Linked DNA regions of Mus musculus: region 1 is linked to region 2. A link is a contact called in public Hi-C data. All regions are on one chromosome and are shown on one strand. Each heading gives the region's core, a stretch centred on a gene start, on an enhancer-like site or on the middle of the called end of the contact. The rest is flanking DNA. Distances are from core to core; before and after follow the strand shown.

Region 1 (3,947 bases), core at 1,125-3,624, 35 kb before region 2:
TCCAGATTCTTAGCATAGAATTGTCTCTGTGTGTGTTTGTGTGTGTTGATATTTTTCTTTTTTTAAAGATTTATTTATTTTTATGAATATGAGTACACTGTCACTCTCTTCAGACAAACCTGACTGTAGAGGGTATTTGATCCCATTATAGATAGTTATGAGTCACATGTGGTTGCTGGGAATTGAACTCAGGACCTCTGGAAGAACAGTCAGTATTCTTAACCACTGAGCCATCTCTCCAGCCCCTTAATATTTCTTTAATGACATGAGCTAGCTCTGTGTGTTGTGAATGGCTGGATCACCTTGATCTTGATTGCATTGAGTTTGTCAGCTTCCTGTCTGGGAAGAAAGGCTAGGAGAGAATGTATCCTGTGTGTGCTGAGCATTCTTTACCCACATCTTGATGTAGACTCCCCCAGGCTCAGGTCACGTGCTGCCATATCTCTGTAGACAAATCTTTTTCTGTCATGGCTGTACATGCACTCTTGGTACTTGGTCCTTGTCAGATGAGCCACATCTTCCTCACTCTTCTGTTGAGGTGTCCTTGTTCTGGACTAAGGCTGGTCTTAGAGTGCTCACGCCTTCTGTTCAACAGGGCACTCGCAGTCCACTCCCATAGCTGGTCGTTCTGGTCATGATTCTTACTGCCTGCTTTTTTTGTACCATTTTTGTTTAGTGAAACAAAGGTAGAATGGTGCAGGGGATTGATTTTTTTTTTTTTTTTTAAGAGGCTAAAGGCGTTGACCTCACTGTTAGCAAGTCATCTACTGTCTCAGCCTCAGTTTCCCTACTTTAAGGTACTAACTGGGTATGGTGACACATACCTTTACATGCCAGCACTGGGAGGCAGACACAGGCTGGTCCAAATAGTGACTTCCAGGACAGCTAAGTATAAAGTAATGACTGGAATACTATGAAAAACAATAAAGCCCACTGCAGATTTAATTTTATAACTAATTTTGACGTTCCGCATTCTGAGATTTTCTATGAATAGGATGATATTGGATATAAACAGATGCATACTTTTCTTTAAAGATGTGTTACATGCATGCCATGCATCTTGATCCTATTCACCCTCCTGCTATTCTGAGCCTACCCCCACCCCACCCCACCCGGGCCAACTTAATGGCTCTTTACAAACATTTCCCATTGTATGAAGTCGTCCATTGGGAATGGGCAGCCCACCGGTACTCAGCCTTCAGTACCCACTGTGTGCAGGCAAGGGCCAAGAAAGGTATGGGTTTACTGAGGGCTGGTTATGATCTCCCCTGGGACCCTGTCTCAGAACTAAAACCAGGAGAGAACCAGGTATTCTCTTGATCGAGGCAAATGCCAGTACACTGTAGAAACTACTAAATTCGGAGGAAAACTTGTGGTGATGTTGGATGAGAAGGCCAGCTGGAGAGTCAGCTTTTCTACCAACCATCTCACCTGAGCTTTCCGGATGTCAGTGTAGTTGGTCTGCTGGAGAAACAGCCATTCCTTTAGGGGGAAGAGCTGACTCCTGCATGGGTGAGATGGCCTTGAATGTGCCTGGCTTCAGAATGGTTAAGAACAGCTGTTAGGGGACAGAAATGGAGAAAGTTAAACTGCAGAAATGGTAAGTTATACATGAAAATGTTTTGGTTCTTATGACTCAAAGTAGTGTTTCAATGGAGGTTTTGGAAGTAATCCAGAAATTGTTTTATACTCTGTCTGCGGCAGATATCTAAAATATTTTAAGCTCAAAGAAATATCTTGGCATTGCCTTTCCGGTCTAGGGCAGCATAAATCGTGAGAGAGAATTTAGGACTATTGGAGCGAAAGCACTGGAGACAAACAATATGGTTGTCCATTGTGGCTACTGCTGCACAGGGTCCCTTCCTCAGAGCAGCTACATGTGGCTGATATCTCTTAGTGTTGACTTAGGAAGTTTCCAGGTAGACTTGGAGAAAATGAACATTTGTAAGACTGTTGTAATTGACATGTGTGTGTATAGGAACTGTAAACCTGGTGCTCGTGGTAATTTTGGTAACCCCAACCACTTTTTTTCTTTTTATTACTACTTTTCCCTGATATAGGATCTCGTGTAGCCCATGCTGGCTTTGAACACACTGTATAGCTGAGGATCTAGATTTTTTTTTTTTAATTCTCCTACTTCCACTTGAGTGCTAGGGTAACAGAATGAGCCATCATGCTTGGTTTATGCTGTGCTGGGGCTCAAACCTGGGCTTTGTTCATGGTAGATAAGCAGATAAGCAGGTAAGCAGCTTACCAGTTCATACATTCCAAGCCTTTACCTTTTTGAGACAGGGTCCACTCTATAGCCCAGGCAGTGGTCCTTCTGCTTCAGCCTCCTGAGTGTGGGAGTCACTGGCATGAGTCACTGTGCCTAGTCCTGCATACTCTTTTCCCTGTCTTTTCTTCCTGGCTTGCTTTCTCCCCACCCCTCCTTGTCTCTGTTAGAGTCATCTCAGTGGCACTCAGGGTTGAGAAGTAACTCTCCTTTATCAGTTTTACGTATTCAAAGATAGTTAGAAATTCCTTCTTAAATCCCAAAGTTGTATAAACTGAACATACATACGTGTTTCCTGTGCTAAGAGGGTCTGTCATTAGAAAAATTATAGATACTAACAGTTTTGCTCAAAAGACGCCACAGATAGGATCTTATTTAACAGGTTTGGTGGTACCGGCTTCCTTAGTGGTATGCAGAACAGAATGAGGTATATCTGCATGTTTGTTTTTGATGTTGTTTATATAAAGCAGATAATCTGTGTACTTTGTATTTGTGAACAACTCGAGTGTGAGGGAGATGGCTTTGTAAAAAGAGGGTTTCTTGGTTTCAGAATTATTGCTGGGGATCGTGACTCTATATTGTACTGCATTGTGTTTATCTCCTGCTTTATCTGTATTTGATATAAAATTCTTGAGAAAACTTGCTGCCTTTCTTTTTTTTTTTGGTTTTTTGAGACAGGGTTTCTCTGTGTAGCCCTGGCTGTCCTGGCACTCGTTCTGTAGACCAGGCTGGCCTCGAACTCAGAAATCCGACTGCCTCTGCCTCCCGAGTGCTGGGATTAAAGGCGTGCGCCACCACGCCCGGCTAACTTGCTGCCTTTCAAACTGTTTCTTTGGGATGAGGCTTAAATCACAAATTGGGCAAAAAGGGGCTTCTTGTCCCCAGAACTTTGGGGTTGCAAACAGACCTTGGAGCTTTAGAATGGTAGTGATGAAGGCTTTGATTGGTGATGCTTTTGCTTCAGGGAATCTTCCCAATCTCCTGTGTGTCAGGTGTCACTACAGACAAAGTGACAAATCAGAGGGGTGCACCAGAACAGGCCATACCCAGCTCTCACGAGAAGAGGGAGGAAGGGAAGGCTACTTAGGAGAACAGGAGGGAAAGAGGCAGTTTTACTGGGACAGTGGTACAGAGACAGGTGGCAGAGAAGAGAGAACAAGCCTAGACACAGGTGACGGGAGAAGGAGCTGGAGAAGGAGAATGACCCAGAAGATTTAGAACATAGTGTCAGGGTTAGTCTGTGGCAAAGCAGAACAATTCAAGAGAGGCTGAGAGAAGTCAGATTGAATCAGCATGGAAGAGGCATTTTGAGCCAGAATAGCTGAGTTGAATCAGCCAGAGTTCAGAAAGAACAAGAAAGGATGAGCTTATTCAGGAGTAAGTGTCAAGGCTAAAAACATTCTAGGCCTAGCTAAGATTATATGGAGGATAGAAGCTTCTAGGACTAGGTCTGGGTTAGCAGACATGCAGTAAGCCTCAGAGACAACAGTTAGTCCACGTGAATAAAATGCTTTTACACTGGAGCTAGGAGTTGGAGACTTTAACAAGAAGATCATAATAGGAACTAGTCTCTTTTAAAACAAAACATATACTAGAAAGACACATTTAAGTAAACAAAAATAATACTAATTGGTGTTGGCCAAATAGGTTTTGCTTTAAAATGACAATGGTA
Region 2 (3,944 bases), core at 10-2,509:
ACTGGAGATGCCTCTGTGCGTGTTCAACGTGTGGAGACATTTAAACAAACATATGAAGATCCCTGCCATTTTAGTTACTTTCCTACTGCTGTGATAAAACACCTCCACCAAGACAACTTGTAAAAGAAAGCATTTAATTGGACTTAGATACAGAGGGTCTGAGTCTATGATGGCTGCAGAGACATGTCCTGAGCACTCAGATCTCAAACCCAAGCAGAGGCAGAGAGACACTGGGAATAGCTTGGTCTTCTGAAACCTGCCCACGGGGAGTGATACACTTCCTTCAGCAAGGCCACACCCAGGCCTCCCCAGTGTTCAAGTGCTAGAGAGCACAGATGGCATCTCATTCAAACCACCACATCTGCCTGGCCTCGTTGCCAACCTAACAGAGCTATGTCTGCGGCCACTTTTATTTTTCCTTTGACACTTGCTGAAGCTACCCAGCCTAGCCTTGAATCCACCCTGGCCCACGTTACACAACTTGTCAGCCTCCAGAGGAGCATTAGACCTGAGACCTGCCCAAGTTCAGACTTTCAAGATGTCCACAAAATGTTCAGATTTCACGGTTGTATCGTGAGATGACAGTGTTTAATGAAGCCAAGATAATCCACCGTTTATTAGTATTAAGATGTGTTCGGGGTGTGGTGGGGACAGGATTAGAAACTGTACTTAAGGGGCTTGTCTCTGTTCAGTAATCTAATGGCTTTGAGTTCTGGGTAAAGGATGTAAATGTACTTTGTTTCCCATTTTCTGTACCCTGTACACTGAGAGGACAAAACACAACTTTAAGATGCGGCTTCGTATTTCAGACCTACTGACCTCTGCAGCTTCTGACATCTAAGCCTACTGAATATCATTCGCAGAGGGTTTAAACAAGTTATGTGTGATAGTAATAATCCTTTCATTGGAAAGGGGAGACAACACGGATCCACTTGGCTTCTCCTTATTTGGAGCCTGTGGTCTAGGCTTTCCCTGTCCTCTCCCGAGCCTGCCTGGTCACCGGACAGGTCGAACAAGTAGAGACTGCCCTAGGGTGCACTGGATTGTCTCCTCTTCTCACGGGCTGCACCCACTTCGTCCTTGCTGTGAACCGTGGGTGCTGGGAGGACCGGCCGAGGCCCTGGGCGCCGGGGCAGGGTCCCCCACCCTGGCGTGCCCGCGGCTGCGACCGCGCCTGCCCTTGTTTGGCCGCACGGCCTCGGGGGTGGAGAGCCGGGGAGGTGGGGGCGGTGCCGTCCGCGTCAGCGGCGCCCGTGGTGACGGCGACGTGCGGCTCGCGCCACTGCTGCCCGCGGACGCCGAGGACCCCCGGAGCTCATGGCCCAGGCGAAGATCAGCGCCAAGGCCCACGAGGGCCGCTTCTGCCGCTCGTCTTCCATGGCCGACCGCTCCAGCCGCCTGCTGGAGAGTCTGGACCAGCTGGAGCTCAGGTGAGGGCCGCGGGGCGCGCACAGGGGCGAGCGCGGGCGGGGGCGCGCTCCGGTTGGGCTCCCCTCCCCCGGCCCGGCAGACTGGCGAGCGAGTGCGGCTTGCAGAACTTCCAGAATCTTCTGCGCGGTCCCCCTCTGCCTTTAACTTTTCTGCTTCCAGGAGGGAGGCAGCAGGTTGGTGTGCCCCCCCCCCCCTCACCCCACACTGGAGTAAGTTTCTTTGCCCCAGATCACTTCATAGTAATACAAGTGTAAGGGAGGGGGGGGTGGTAGTATCCAGGACGGCCCCTCCTGGGGATCATCGAGAATCGGACTCATGAGAGACCGCGCGAGGTACACCGAAGTTGGATACCATCCTTCATTCTCTCAACCACGTGCAATGCCCTCTGCAGTCTGTCCGTGTTTGTTGTACATTTAGAAGACACGGCTGACACCTTGGAAGTGCCAATCGCAGGCCCGAAAACACCAAAGGCAGGAGTCACACTCTCCCTAAGATTCTGACACGGGGACAGCCTTGTCGTAAAATTTCTAACTCATGAATACTACTAACGAATGCTGTGAACACTTGGTTGGCTTTAACCACGTGAGCCTTATGTATCTGGTGGAAATGTTAATGTCTTCAAAGTTGTGCAAGTTTTGATCATGTGCAGGTGTTCCATGAAAATCTTATCAAGATGCCCTGACACACACGTTGTTCCCTAGTTTTCTCCGGGTTCTGCGTAAGCAGAACACTATGACCCAAAATTATAAGAGGGAGATGAATCTCCCTCCACGCAGCCACCAAACACAGGGAAGTGTGTCTGCACAGGAAAAAAAAAATGCAAGCAGTGTTCGTTACACGGGAGGCGCTCATTACTGTTACTATTAGGAGAAAAGAGCCAGAAGGTGAGAAAACTTTCACTGACTGTGGAGTAGCCACAAAAGAAACCTGAACCCTATATCCCCCAACTCCGGGAGACAAAGGGACCTGCGCTGTGAAAGGGGGCGAGAATGTTTCCTTGTGCGAGGTAGGCTCTAACCTTTGACAGTATATTCCCAACTGCTCCGATTTTTTTTCTTGAAAGGGTTCAGGAAGTTGTGACTCTTCAAGCTGAGTCATTGTTCTGAACCTTTACTTAATCAAGCCTGTGTGCCGAGTCCTTGCTCTTCTCCTGGGGGCCTCTTGAAAGTCTGGAGTTTGCATAGACATTCTAGTGTCTGATTACTATCAAAGGAATCCTGACTACCAAACATAAGCGATTAAATTACGTTACTTATTAACAGTTGCGCTGAAGGGGTTTTATTTCTGTGTTTAATGGTTCAAGGCCTTTACCAGTAACTGCAGAGTTCTGTAAGTCTTGTTTCTCCCTTAAAAATGTAATGAGCACTTAGAAGTAAGTGTGTCAGAAGGGGCAAAGAAATAGAAAGAGATGCTGCCTGGTAAGGCTTAGGGGCCCTTTTTAGAAGCCATCTGGACAGTGCCACAGAGCATGACAGTATTCAAAATTAGACTTTTTAAAAATGGGGACGATGCTCCTGTGACTTCCCCCTAGCTTTCTTAGTGTACACGTCTGAGGACAACAGTGGACGGGGTACTACCGGAAATCACTGGATTGTCGCCAGTGCGCATCTTCCATTCAGGTGAATGGGTTCTGTGAACAGCAAAAGCCTGCTCCCTTGTAAGACTGAAACCACACCCAAGGCTTTCTGTCCTGCAGGATGCACTGATCTTCCGGGCATTGAAAATGCTTTTAAATGTTTAGCCCAGTTTTACAAGCTGGTAAAGGGTGCCATTGGTTTTTAATGGCTTATAATATTACAATTAAAAACATTTTTACATTAAAATATCCTTACATTAAAAAAAATTTTTTTTTTACTACATCTCCTTTCCTGTGGTGCTTTCTCTAAAAAGATAATCCTGTCCTTTCCTGATTTTCATGACCAGTTCTATGGGGACTCTGCACATGCTGAGGCTAAATACTGTACTTTTCAGTGGTTGTAAATAATCCACGTTAGCATTAGTCTGTAGGCTAGGCCGCGTGTCTCTGTGGGAGTTACCGTTATCTGTATTGTACAGATGAGAACTTGAAGCTCAGATATATACAGTGTGTCTCAGTCCAGAGCAGTGGACTTCGCCTAGGAACACGGGGAGACCGGCTGCTCAGACCAACACCATTTGTCCTGGTCTTGAATATCACTTTTCAAACTGTCCAGCTGATATATGAATGAATATGATTTTACTAAAGGAGGGGAAAATCGATTTAGCATTTGATTCAGTAAACCTTGAAGACCTAGAACGTGCCAGTTATCGAGTAGCTGCTCCGGGCCTGGGGTTTGGACATTGGCCAAGGAGGGATAAATGATTGACAGGGCTGGAAGGCTGGCTCTTTACACATCTCCCAAAACCGATCCCGCCCGCAGTGAGCAGCTCCTTTCCAGTTCACTCAGCCAGGAAAGGGTGACTGCCAGCGGGAGCCAGGGAAACGGGCCACCCGCCTGCTTTGGTTTCTTACTGTTTAAGGTTCCTGTTCGGAT

What was found. Hi-C and Micro-C count contacts between places; a contact is called where the count stands out from the background.
Region 1: a Hi-C map of the C2C12 cell line shows a contact between it and region 2, with 2.0 times the contacts expected there. The contact joins the enhancer-like site here to the promoter of Bag2 in region 2. A contact is called at or near these places in 19 of 39 promoter capture datasets (the 3T3-L1 cell line, 3T3-L1-derived adipocytes, the C10 cell line and 12 more), 1 of 15 datasets of contacts at CTCF or cohesin (CD8 T cells), 28 of 484 Hi-C or Micro-C datasets (3T3-L1-derived adipocytes, the 63-12 cell line, the AML12 cell line and 20 more), 6 of 115 datasets of contacts at active chromatin or transcription factors (the 230-238 cell line, CD8 T cells, the SCID.adh cell line and 1 more) and 4 of 9 other capture datasets (adipose tissue, embryonic stem cells, liver and 1 more).

What each region holds. Positions count from the first base shown.
Region 1 is chr1:33,791,103-33,795,049 of GRCm38.p6, reverse strand. The region is part of intron 3 of Zfp451 (zinc finger protein 451); the gene reads left to right. Among named protein-coding and RNA genes, the nearest start is that of Zfp451, 22 kb to the left of the region's middle. Within about 2 kb of position 2,374, at least 18 of the 459 cell types and tissues checked have an H3K27ac peak or open chromatin away from gene starts, as enhancers often do. A contact at or near this core is called in the C2C12 cell line, embryonic fibroblasts and muscle stem cells, where this site is marked.
Region 2 is chr1:33,755,065-33,759,008 of GRCm38.p6, reverse strand. It overlaps Bag2 (BCL2-associated athanogene 2), which reads left to right and starts at 1,259. Exons shown (of 3, transcript NM_145392.2): 1 at 1,259-1,430. The coding sequence starts at 1,318.